2 separate regions of the Sus scrofa genome follow, and region 2 is linked to region 1. A link is a contact called in public Hi-C data. All regions are on one chromosome and are shown on one strand. Each heading gives the region's core, a stretch centred on a gene start, on an enhancer-like site or on the middle of the called end of the contact. The rest is flanking DNA. Distances are from core to core; before and after follow the strand shown. Region 1 overlaps PDGFRL (platelet-derived growth factor receptor-like protein). Region 2 overlaps MTUS1 (microtubule-associated tumor suppressor 1).

Region 1 (6,694 bases), core at 2,456-4,955:
TACCATATGATCCAGCAATGTCTGGCATCTATCCAGAGAAAACCATCATTTGAAAAGATAACATGCACCACATTGTTCATTGCAGCACTATTTACAACAGCTAAGACCAGGAAGCAGCCTAAACGTCCATTGACAGAGGAATGGACAAAGAAGATGTAATACACATATACAATGGGATATTACTCAGCCATAAAAAAGAATGAAATAATGCCATTTGCAGCAATATAGATGGACCTAGACATTATCATACTAAGTGAGGTCAGACAAAGACAAATATCATATGAGACCACTAATATGTAGAATCTAATAAAAATGATACAAAGGAACTTATTCACAAAACAGAAATAGACTCAAAAGATTTCTAGAGCAAACTTATGGATACCAAAGGGGAAATTGTGATGGGAGGAGGAATAAATTGGGAGGCTGGGATTGACATATACTCACTACTAGGGATAAGTAATAAAGACCCACCGTACAGCACAGGGAAATCTACCAAATACTGTGTGATAACCTATATGGGAAAAGAATCTGAAAAGGAATGGATATACGTATATATAACTGATTCACTTCGCTGTACACCTGAAACTAACATTGTAAGTCAACTATACTCCAATAAAGTCTCAAAAATAAAAATAATATGAAAAAAGCCCTATTCTTGGAAAAGTAAAAAAATCATCAGAAGCGTTGAAAGTGTTAAAAGCAGTTCATCTCCAGTCAAGTTGTTCACAAGAATCTCCCATTAGTCAATTTTCATTACAATTACTTAAAAACAACAAAGCATAGCATCCTTTATTTCTTATGATGTTAATTCTTACATCTCTACTTCAATACATCACAGTTTCAATGATCTGTCCTACGGCTTCTTATAAGAGTTCACTGTTTAACCAGTGTTGAAAGGATTTGCGATCATTTTTTTTAAACTGGGTGAAGAAATAAAATCAATGGCTTTTGCTCATTGAGCTTTGATTTTTATATTCTACTAAAGTGAAATGGTAGATGTCAGAAACAATGCGATATTAAACAAGTGTATGAAACCAAAATCTTTGAAGCAACACAAGTTAAAAGAAAAGGGGGGGGGGTTACCCAAGGTGGGCGTCCTTACCTGAGGCGGGTGTCCTTAAAGGTGTCAAGGTAAGCAGGATAGCTCCATGCAATTTTATTCCCTTTACATCGAAGCTCCAGGGTTTGCCCTGCCGTCAGACTCAGGGTAGCAGCGGGTTTCTGGAAGCGACCTTTATCCATCATTTGTATCATTATAGACTGTGTCTTCGGCACGGAATCAGCTGAGTCTCTGTCCTTTATTTTAGGAATTTTGGGCTTCACCTTTTTGTTAGTAGGCTTGATTTTGTTCTCTCCTGGCTCCTTTGGGCGCTTGTTCTTGGGAGGATGCTGGCCTGTAACTGGGACAAATGTGAGGAGAGAACAGTGGTTGTTAATAGCCTAACAGTACAACCCCTAAAACAGGTCACCTTTTTTTTTTTTTTTTTTTTTTTTTTTTTTTTTTTTTTTTGGTTTTTAGGGCTGCACTCATGATATGTGGAAGTTCCCCGGCTAGGGGTCCCATTGGAACTGCAGCTGCCAGCCTACACCACAGCTTATGGCAATGCTGGATCTTTAACCCACTGAGCGAGGCCAGGGGTCAAACGCGCATCCTCATGGTTACTCGTCAGGTTTGTTACCGCTGATCCACAATGAGAACCCCCCTTGTCACTTTTTAATACCCAGTTCCTCTTAAATCAAAATTGTTTTTGGGAATAATGATTTTCTTGGTTCATTCTTTTCCTCTAAACCAGTTAGTAACTGAAAGGGAGTGGATTTCAACTTCAAAGATTTTGTTCAAAGTCAGTAAAATATTTCTTGTAGAGCTAACATTCATACTTCCCAAATAAAACTGTTTTTCCTTGCAGTTCACACACAACCTCAGCATCTTCAAAGCAATGACCCAGTGTGGGGGAACCAAAGCCTCTTAAGATCTGTTTTTGGTCCTTGCCATTTCAGTCCTGTCATTGCTCATCTGGAACCTACTGTTTAAAGTTAGGAATATGTACAGGGAGTGGAGCGCAGATTGTACTGCAAGCACACCCAACAAGATTTCGAACCACCACCAACTTTCTCCCAAAAGAGTACATGCAATGGCATCAGTCCAAGAGTGCATCAGGGCTGACACCATCCATTCAAGGCTTAGTAAGAAATACGTGCAAACCCTGTGCTCATTTAAAAAAATACATAGAATACATTCCCATTGTGACTCAGTGGGTTAAGAACCCAACTCATATCCATGAGGATGCAGGTTTGATCCCTGGCCTCACTCAGTGGGTTAAGGATCCGGCATTGCCATGAGCTGTGGTGTAGGTCACAGATGTGGCTCAGATCTCGTGTGGCTGTGGCTGTGCTGTAGGCTGGCAGCTGTAGCTCTGATTCAACCCCTAGCCTGGGAACTTCCATATGTGGCCCTAAAAGACAAAAAAAAAAAAAAAAAAAAAAAAAACAAAAAACCACCATAGACATTATTACAACTCAGTGGTAACTGTAGCAATGGTTTAGAACTTAGCCAACAAAAGGTGCTGGGGGAGGAGGATCTTATCACCAACACTGTTGAGAATTGCTGCCACATAGTGGAAAAATAAGAATTGACCACCTTCAAGTCCATTTTCATACTGCTGCTTTTCCCTTCGCTACAGACATCGCTGTCCAGCCTTGAGAAGCCTCTGAGTTCCAGGAATCTTAACTGACCACCTGGCCTGCATGGCCGTGTGCTGTGTCCACCCAGCGAGGATGAAAGGACTAGGCCATTCATTTGCCCCACTCTCTGCTCCAAGGCGACCTGGATAGAAGCCCACAGAATTACAGAATATCCAGAGTTACAGGATCCTGAGAGACCACTTAAAGTCCTCATGCTATAGATTTTATAAGTAATAAAGGAAGCCTCACATGTTAAATAAATTGTGCAAAGATGGTTAGTGGCAGAATGTGGGAGAAAAACTCACTTCTCCTGATGTCCATTTTAGTACATGCAGATAAACAGCCAGTAGATATTTTGAACAGATAACAATATAAATATCGGTCAGTGAAGGGAATTACAGGGCATTTGTACAAAATGGGGAAATGTGATAAATCGGGAAAAAAAATTGTCCCTCTTTGATGCTCATATTTATATAGCATAAGCTTGGCATGTAAAGGGCTCGACGTGGTCAAGAGAACAAAGACACTGAAACTAGGATGGGGAAATGGAAAAAGGCAAGTATTGCAAGTGCTTAACCAGCAGGCCAGGCAGGGGACAAAAATGAGGTGAGCCAGCGGTCATGGAGAGGCCACACCCTTTCCAAGGAGCAGCTACCTTGAGGGATTGAGTGCCCAGGGTTACAGGATCCAATTTCTCAAAGGACGGCAGGAATGCAGGTTTCCCGATTTATAAATAACATAAACTTGGATTTTTTAGAATCCTCGGGTCAGAATCCCTGAGGCTAGGAGTCAGGTGGTGGTTTTCCTTGGATCCCAAAGAGACAGGAGAGGGATTGCCAGGCCCGCTCGGTCTTGTTCTGGGCTGGTTACATGGGTGTGAATGTTTGTGAAGCTTGTGAATGTTTCATGGAGCCACACACTTATCATTGGTACCCAAAACTCAACTGCCATGGACCCAGCTGTGTAATGGTGAGCTTGGCTTTTTTAGTGTGTTGCCCTTTGCTCTTAGAAATAGGAGCCATTTGGCCCGTACTCTGGGTTCAGCCTGGCTGAGGCTCTGGAACCCATCCCACTGTGAGCTTAGTGTCAGCATCCACTCCGTGGCTCATTGCCTTTGTCCCTGAGCCCTGCCATCCCTTCCCCAACACCAGTTCCACTGTGACCTGTCCATTTCCTGGGTCTGACTCTCATCTGATTTCCCAGCCTTCCTCTACTCTGGTAACTCTGGGTCATGGGCCCACCTGAGTTTTCTCAGTCCTGCCAGGGACCAGAGCTGTGTCCTTGAGCCCTAGTCTCCAAGGCAGGTCCCCAAGAGCTGCTGTTAAATCTACTGTTTGTCAAGATCTCCCCAGGCTGTGAATATTTGGGGTAAATACACCAGGATTCTAATGACCAATGGGGTGGGCAATGCACTCATGCACATATTTCCACAACTTCGAGAAGGAGAAGCACTGCAATCCCAGCCAACACATTAGACCCACAGAAACATACTAACCCAGCAACATCAATTGTGAAGCATAATCTCAGAATGGCAATAGAGTAAATGTCACCAGTTTTATTCTTAAGGCAGAAAATAAAAGCCTACCATTATGCTGTCCAGGTCATCTGTACCCTGCATGCATTTCAGTCATACCATGCCTATGAGACCATGGACCTCTGGACTGGTGTCTGATTGGGTGTTTTCTTGATCATGTAATAGGACTTCAAGTTAGGGAAATGAAAACAAGTGTTTGTAAATCCTCTGGAATCTGGGAAACCCATGCCCCTGGCCTGGATGATGGCTCTCAGAGCCTGGGTGGCGATGCTACTCAGGAATATTCACTTAATCTGGATATTGTGCCTTCAAGTATGTGCTATTATCCCTAAAAAAATTATTTGACCTTTTGACCAAACAGGCCCATTAGTCGGTCTAAGAATATAGCAGCTGGTCCTGCTGCCTGACTGAGGAATTGGCCCATGGTTTGACAGTAATGACACTAAGTTGGAGAAGCCAGACCAGCAGCCCCAGGAACAAGTCTTAGGACTAAGCAACTGCCAAATGCCACATCTTTTTTTTTTTTCTTTTTGGGGCTGCATCTGCAGCTTAAGGAAATTCCCAGGCTAAGTGTCACATCCAAGCTGCAGCTGCCAGCCTATACCAGAGCAATGCTGGATCCAAGGCAAGTCTGTGACCTACACCACAGCTCATGACAATGCCAGATCTTTAACCCACTGATTGAGGCCAGGGATTGAACTTGAATCCTCACAAACATTATGCATGGTTCTTAACCCGCTGACGCACAACAGGAACTCTTTATGTCTAACTTTTTAAAAGAATGTGACTCTTTAGCCTAAGTAAATCATTTCCCAAAGGCCTAAAAAAGAAAAAAAAAAAGAATTTATATTGTATATATATAAAAGCGAAGGTCTGTTACCACTGCATTTTGAGGTTATGAAACAAAATTTTAATTTTACCCCATATTTATAGGGGGTAAATTTTACAAACTATTAGATGTAATTTTGGACTTCAGGTCCTGAATGATAAGTCAGCAATGACCTTGGGAAATTACTTACCTCTCTCTTAGTTCCCTTATCCATAAATTGAGAATTACACGATAACAATGACTAGCCCATGGATTGTTGTGGGGATTTAAGGAATTATTGTGTTTAAAATGCTGAGACTTGTGTCTGACCCAGAACAAGCAAGTGCTAGCAAGGTCTGTTTGTTGTTGTATTGTTGCCTTATGTCTCACGGCGATGTCCATGATAATTGAAGGAGGCAAGCCAGCTCATTAATCTGCTTAACTTACAGGTGAAAAGAGAATTGGGAGCTCTTGTTGGGGTGCAGTGGAAATGAACCTGACTAGGAATCATGAGGTTGTGAGTTTGATCCCTGGCCTCACTCAGTGGGTTAAGGATCTGGCATTGCTGTGAGCTGTGGCATAGGCTGGCAGCTGTAGCTCTGATTTGCCCCCTAGCCTGGGAACCTCCATATGCCATGAGTGCAGCCCTAAAAGGACAAAAGACCAAAAAAAAAAAAAAAAAAAAAAAAAAAAAAGGAAATAGCTCCACCCAGGTTACTAAAAACGCAGTGAAAAAACCAGATCTAGAGTATTCTCTGATTCATGCTGTTGCTTTCAACTCACTTGAGATTAGCGTTTCATTTTATTTGCAAGAATCTCATGCACGGCACCATTGTCTGAGTGGTTTCTTTGTTGGGGGTGGGGGCAGGCTTTGTCAAGAAGTTCCAAGTCAAACAGAACTTTATGCCCAAAATGAGGGCAACCCTCCTGGAAGGGCTGGAGATGCTTTTCCAAAGCATCTCCAGCCGGAGACGCCAGTCTCCAAAACGAATGACTAAATACTACACAGCCAGAAGTACGCAGGGCAAAGGACTGTAATGCTTTAGCAGCAACTGAGGATTGATTGCAATCAAACCTTATTCAAGAAAGGTGACCTGATTATGAACCTTTCACATTCTTTTATTTTTTTTAATTTTTTATTTATTTATTTTTTGCTTTTTAGGGCCACACCTGCAGCATATGGAGGTTCCCAGGCTAGGGGTCCAATCAGAGCCACACTGCTGGCCTACACCACAGCCACAGCAACAGTGGGATCTGAGCCATGTCTGCAACCTACACCATAGCTCACAGCAATGGATCCCTCAACCGACTGAGAGAGGCCAGGGATCAAACCCGCATCCTTATGGATGCTAGTCAGGTGTGTTTCTGCTGCACCACGAAGGGAACTCCAACCTCTCACATTCTATCAGATTATGTTGGAGGAGAAAAATTCATTAGAAGAATCACTGACAGCTGCTTAGACCAGGACTCCATGTAAACACAGCCATTAGCAACCAAGGCCTACAGCTGTTCGATTTTTCTCCCTATGGGCAGTCAAAGGGGGAGATCTGACCCAGGAACAGCATCAAAACCTCCACTCTATAAATATGCTGAGTAGCTGATGGGTTCCCCTAACCAGTTATATAAATAGAGGCACACCTCATTCTTTTTTTTTCACTCCTCATAAAACA
Region 2 (6,694 bases), core at 1,710-4,209, 100 kb before region 1:
TGTTCCCCTGTTTTAAAAGATCATTAGCAACATAACCTTTAATGTAAGTGGTATATAGTTTGGTATAGTTCAAGTAAACATTTTTAATTAATGTGATGAATTGGTGGCATGTTAACTAATTTTTTCTCGTGGGTAGTCCATCCTAAAGGTTTCCCTTCTAATCAGGATAATTTTATTTTATTTTAAAATAAATTTTACTGGCGTATAGTCGGCTTAGAAAGTTGTGTTAGTTTCGGGTGCACAGCAAAGTAAATCAGTTACACATATATCTGTTCTTTTTCAGGTTCTTTTCCATATAGGTTATTACCCAGTATCAAGTAGATTACCCTGTGCTCTACAGTAGGTCCTTGTTACCTATCTAGTTTATATATAGTCGTGTGTATATGTCAGTCCCAACCCTCTAATTTATCCCTCCCCCACCACATTTCTCCCTTCTAACTGGGATAATTTAGACTTTACTATTATTTAACAACAACAACAACAACAAAATCCTATAGAGGGTGGTGTCATGTCTATTTTAAATAATATCAGTGTTTAACTTTAGTCCCTTATCTATAATGGCTTTAATTTATAATTTGTAATTGCTGATTAGTATCTTAGTTTTACAAGTTTTTTGGGGGGGTCTTTTGGAGAGGCGGGTGGGGGAAAGATGGTTCTGGTACATTAATTGTGGAATCTGGGGGAAAAAAAGGTGTTAGGTTTTTGTTTTTTAATAATAATAGACTGTGGTAAAGTGAAAAGGCAGCACCCAAATGTAGCTTTTCTAGATTTAATTTAATTCTAGATCTAATTCTATATTTACTTCCTTGGTTATTTGTGTTTCCGTTGCCGTGGGGGCCATGTTTACAAGACCTCTCGTCTGTATGACCAGCTTGTGACTGTCCCACGGCTAAGCCACGGCAGAGTTACCGGGTTAGTGTTGTATTGACAGCCTTTAAAATGGCAGGTTTGGGGGTGAGTGCAAAGGGAGAAGGAGTTCCTCACAAGTTCCTTTCCTGCCTATCTCCCTCCCTATTCATACCCTACATGCTCTGTAGAATTTCTGGAAGAGTAACTGCTTCCTGCACATTCTCCTGGCATTTAATGGTTGTTTGTGGTTAACAGTTAACTACATTCATTTCTGTAACTGAGTCTTTCATTTTTTCATAGGAAATCTTGAAAACATATAGAGATCATTTTTTACACCTTGCTTTCTCTTACTTTTTTTTTTTTTTTTTTTTAGGGCTGCTCCCACGGCATAGGGAGGTTCCCAGGTTAGGGGTCTAATCAGAGCTATAGCCGCCAGCCTACGTCACAGCCACAGCAACACCAGATCCTAGCTGCATCTGCAACCTACACCACAGCTCACAGCAACACCGGGTCCTTAACGCACTGAGCAAGGCCAGGGATCTAACCCACAACCTCATGGTTCCTAGTCGATTCGTTAACCACTGAGCCGTGACGGGAACTCCCACTTTCTTGTACTTTTTAAAATTAAAAAATATTAAGAATTTGGGCTATATAATTGGTCTAATAGTTTAGTTCTACTTACGTGAGTATTTTGCCGGTGCATTTTTCTTCAGCTTCTTTTAGTTTTTGTCATCTTATTTTGATATACTTTTACAAAGGACTCAAACATTTAATAGAGCTCAATAAAAGATAAACACTAATCATACTTTCCTGGTGTACCTCGTCTCAAAACATTACTATCTTGAGAGGTTACCTGATTTTCCTTTAAATGCTGTTAGTCATGCAGTAAGTAGCATCCTTAGAATACTGCCTCTCTGACTAATTTTTATTCCTCTGGAACTATTAAATTATGTCTGTTGGAGAAGTTGTATCAAGGCTTTATCATTAGTTATTAGTGTGGCCCTTAGAATAATAGTGTTAAATTTGAGCTTTAACCTTTTATGAATCTATCATTAATATATTGTAGGAAAAAGATTTTTTTTGAAGTATAATTAACCTACAATACTGTTAGTTCCAGGTGTTACACTAGACATTTTATTGAAAATTGTAATTGGGAACATTTATGGCTTGAAGCCATTAACATTTTTTTGTCTCAGGTATCAGGTTTATATGTAGGTTTACATGTAAAATATCTGAAAACATGCCCAGTATTACTAGTGTTAATATAATTACCATTTTAAAAACTCTGAACACAGATTAAAGAAGTCTTAATTTTTTAAATTAATTTCTAAATAAATAGACACTTGAAGTAGTTATTTCTCCTTAAGGATCCTCCAAGTCGTTACAGAATCCGTGACATTATTGGTTGTTATATAAAGCTCCTAAGACCACCCACTTTCTCCTCCCCTTCACCATCTCTGATGAAAACCATAACAACCCATGAGCATGTTCAGTGATGTAATTCAGAGGCTGCTGGCTGCTGGGTCTGCTAAGAGGAGATTTTATTCAGAGGAAGAACATTGTTTTGGCAACATCTGGGACTGGAAACAGAAGCCAGAAACACTTGGATAGCCCTGGGTTTTTTTGGGTTTTTTTTTTTTGGTCTCCTGTGTGTGTGTGCACTGGGATGACATTTGCCATGTAGGCGCGTTTCCTCTCTCTGTCTTTCTTGGCCTCAGAGAAGAGTGCTGGGTTTAAAAAGACAGTATGTGAGAGTCCATGGAAGCTGATTCTGCTGTGAAATCCTTGCACCTGCTCTGAAGACATGTTGCTGTCCCCCAAATTCTCCTTGTCCACCATTCACGTACGGCTGACAGCCAAAGGACTGCTTCGAAATCTTCATTTCCTTCAGGGTTTAGGAAAAGCACTGTCATTTTCCACACAGGTTTGTCTTGCCCAGGTCTCTGTTAACTGTTGTATGGGGGACATCTTGATTAATTTGCAGGTGTTTATCGGAAATTTTCTAAGGGGATAGATAACTGGGAGGAGAAAGCTCTAAGGAGAGAACGAGGCATAATTTGTAAAAAACAAGCAGTTCTCTCTTTTGTCTCAACACATAGTGTACGATACTTTGACTGTCTGCAAGCTGATGGTGTGCTTGGTTTGTTTGCTGAAAGCAGAACTGTTGCGTGGCTGCTCCCCAGCTCTTCTTTCTGACACCAACTGAATCTGGAAAAATTAACACCTGTTAAATTACATTTTACTTCACATGATTTTGGAATAGGACACAGGTAAATTAAGAAGACTCCTTTAGAGAAGGAGATGAAATGACAGGGTTTCTATAGTTTTTCATTATTCAGTTTCTCCCTGAGAATGTGATAGGCTCATCTGGTATGCTAAAAGATTTCTGTCACTATTTCTGAACTAACAAATTCGAGTTTGGGGAAAGGTAGTAAATGAACCACAAGTGAAGTTTTCCACACTTCATGGTGAAAATATTTATAATCATAAAAACTGCCTCTGTTTATTTTTGTATCTGCTTTTTATTTTCTGTGCTCGAGATGAAAATAAGCACAGCGTATATTTTAGGCTCATGGAAACCTGTGTGCTTACTTTCAGGGGATGCATTTATCTCCCATTGCTACTTCGTGTTTAGATACCATTGCACCTATGCTAAGTTAAGGTGATTTTATGCTGTGAAAACTGGAGCGTGGCTACATTGGATGGGGGCTGGTTCCCGGTCACTGTGATAAGGTCGTTTGAGTTTGTAAATAGATGTGTTCTTGTTTCACATGCAAGCTGGCCCTTCCATGTCTTCTTTTCCCTCTCTGTCCCTAGTAATTTTTTTTTTTTTTTTTTTTTTAGCTGACTGCTTTCCATTTTCCCAGAGGCATCTCTCCTCCCTAGGGGGTAAATCTCATTTTTTTTCCAGCATCTCTTCTCTGTGTTTCATAACTCCCCTTGACCTGTCCCTGGAGTCAGCCAGCCTTCTCCCTGCTCTGTCGCTGATGGCTGAGGGGAAATGGAGAGAGTGAAGAGGCAGACAGTGGCTCTGCTTTTCAGCCTAAGTGCCACTGTCATTTTTCAACCTTAAAGAATAAAAAGGTGAAGAAAATAAAAATAAGAGTGCCCTTGTATTTGCAATAATTTGTGTAATCTAAAATAGCTCCCAATGGCACCTTTTTTTTTTTTATTTTAAATTACTCAAATGTAATGGCACTTAGTTTTAACTTAAACAGTCCACGCTCCAGGTTAAAAAGGAGAGCAAACAGTAGGGAGGTTGTGCCACTCCAAGGGAGCCTCTTTCTTACCCAGGACCCAGCCTCCCCACAGAGGCAGCCACTCTCATGGGTGCTTGTTTATCTTGATAGTAATTTTCTGGTCCTGTGTAAACCTATGTAGATTTTTTTTCATATCCCTTTTTGTTTTATAGAAATGGAAGAATACCATATATAGGCTTCTTTAGTGTACTTAAAAATTTTTTTATTATAGTCGATCTGCATACATATACATTCTTTTCTCATAATTACGTTCCATCATGTTCTGTCACAGGTAACTGGATATAGTTCTCTGTGCTATACAGCAGGACCTCATTGCTTATCCATTCTAAACGTAATAACTTTTATCTACTAACCCCAAATTCCCAGTCCACCCCACTTGCTCCCCCTCCCCCTCGGCAACCACAAGTCTGCTCTCTCCTTTTCTCGACTTTTTTAGGTTCATATAGCTCAGATTTCATGTTACTATGTTTCTCTCCCACATTCTCTTTAGTATCATATAACAACCCGTTGTTGGCTGAGCCATGATTCAGTTAACCAGTCTTCTCTCAGCAGGTTGTTTGTAGCATTTTTGTGAAGCAGACAGCCTACCAGGGCAGCTTAAGCAAAAGACACATGGCTTTTATTATCGGAGTTTGACTAATATCGATATTTTGGGCACATCTTGATTGCTGTCATAACTTTTATAGCCAGAGTATCCCTAGAGTTGATCTAGTTTACCTGATTTTATACCAGAAAGTCAGAGATACCCAAAGAAGTGCATTAAGTTGCCTGAGGGCACATACCCAGCAGTAGAGATGGGACTAAAACCTGGAATCTCTGTTAAGAATTTTTGGTGTGTAGATTTTCCTGGCTGTGCATTTTTCTATATTTTTGTTAGATGTAATGAATAGCAGTGATTTAAAAAAAAAAAGTTTCTGGAGTTCCCTTGTGGCTCAGTGGGTTAAAGATCTGGCATTGTTGCTGTTGTGGCAAGGGTTTGATCCCTGGCCTGGGAACTTCTGCATGCCAAGGGTGCAGCCAAAAAAAAAAAAAAAAAAAAAGTTTTGTGTGTGGGAAGCATTTTAAAATTATGTAAAGAATACAATTCTACTTACCCTGCTAAGACTCTTTGGTAAGCTTATCCATATTACATAACTTGAAGGTCTGAAAACTCTCCCAATAAAATGGATATTGAAGTCAGCTGCATTTATTTATTTATTTATTTATTTTGTCTTTTTGCCATTTCTTAGGCCACTCCTGCAGCATATGGAGGTTCCCAGGCTAGGGGTCTAATCAGAGCTGTAGCTGCCAGCCTAAGCCAGAGCCACAGCAACGCGGGATCCGAGCCTCGTCTGCGACCTACACCACAGCTCACGGCAACGCCGGATCCTTAACCCACTGAGTAAGGGCAGGGATCGAACCTGAAACCTCATGGTTCCTAGTCGGATTCGTTAACCACTGCGCCACGACGGGAACTCCTCGTGTTGTATTCTTAATGAAAGAAGTGGTGTTGGCCTGGATTCTAAGAGCCCAGGGTTGTAGCCTTGGTTCTGCTAGTGAATGACCTTGATCCTAACCCAAGAGAGCTGCAAAACCAAGGAATCGGAGACAGGACTTCTGAGGACGCTTCAACCTCAAATTCTGTTAATTTTCTGGCTATAGGTTTTTAAAATCCTGGATATGTTACTGACACTTGAAAATTCCTTTTCTTTAATTCTTTCCTTATTTCCCAAACTCATTAACTATTTCTGATTTGCTCGCTCTTCACAGCACTGTTGTTTGCCCTGCATTCTGTCATAATACCTCAGTCATTTTTGAATCGTTTTTCTTCCTCATTTAGCCACGACCAGTTGATTGTAAGAATCTTAAGAGTGTGCTTTGCAATATTTGTTTTGACCCTCTGCCTGCTATAGTTCAGGCTTTATTACTGGCTAAAACATTTGAAATGGATCTTCTGAGAAGTAAAAAGTGGTCACACATTGATAGTTTCACATCACTCAATCTAATACTTTGAAGGATTTTATATTTTTGGTCTTTGCTCCCAGCTTTTCCCCTCCTTCCAAGCTATCTTTCACACTGCAGGTTTCATTCATTCATTTCATAAATATATATTTAGTAGACCTAAACTGTGCGGCCGGTACAATGCTAGATGCTGAAAAGAGAGCCAGGACTCCGTTGCTTGTGGCCCTCTGCCTTCAAACGGCCCACAGCGGAACAGGGAGACAGACAGATGGTAGGACATGGACTGGGTACCCAGGCAGCTCGTAGCAGGTGAGGCTAACTGTACCCAGATCTTCAAGAAGTGCCATGTAAGCTGTGATCCCAGGACATGAGGAATCGACCAAGAAACAAAAAGTGCCCCAGGCAGAGAAAACAGCACATGATGAAAACGTGGGCCTCAGCTTCTTCAAGGAAATGAATTTTAATATTTGAGCATAGCATAAGGAGAGAGAGGTGCCAGCAAAAGCTTGGTGGTTACAGGGACTCAGACGATCTGGCCCTTTGACCGAGCCCTGACCAGGGCACGATGTGCAGGGTGGTATGTTGTTCCTGAGTGCCACCTATTGACAGCGTGGGCCTCTCCGGTCCAAGGTGTAAGTTCCTCT

Evidence for each region. Hi-C and Micro-C count contacts between places; a contact is called where the count stands out from the background.
Region 2: a contact with region 1 is called in a Hi-C map of skeletal muscle, with 5 times the contacts expected there. The contact joins two enhancer-like sites. A contact is called at or near these places in 2 of 5 promoter capture datasets (both in liver), 23 of 47 Hi-C or Micro-C datasets (adipose tissue, alveolar macrophages, brain and 14 more) and 1 of 2 datasets of contacts at active chromatin or transcription factors (skeletal muscle).

The regions. Positions count from the first base shown.
Region 1 is chr17:5,282,707-5,289,400 of Sscrofa11.1, reverse strand. PDGFRL (platelet-derived growth factor receptor-like protein) reads right to left here. Exons shown (of 6, transcript XM_021077996.1): 2 at 1,103-1,400. Among named protein-coding and RNA genes, the nearest start is that of PDGFRL, 7.2 kb to the right of the region's middle. Within about 2 kb of position 3,705, at least 1 of the 83 cell types and tissues checked has an H3K27ac peak or open chromatin away from gene starts, as enhancers often do. A contact at or near this core is called in skeletal muscle, where this site is marked.
Region 2 is chr17:5,382,801-5,389,494 of Sscrofa11.1, reverse strand. The region is part of intron 5 of MTUS1 (microtubule-associated tumor suppressor 1); the gene reads left to right. Among named protein-coding and RNA genes, the nearest start is that of PDGFRL, 110 kb to the right of the region's middle. Within about 2 kb of position 2,959, at least 23 of the 83 cell types and tissues checked have an H3K27ac peak or open chromatin away from gene starts, as enhancers often do. A contact at or near this core is called in skeletal muscle, where this site is marked.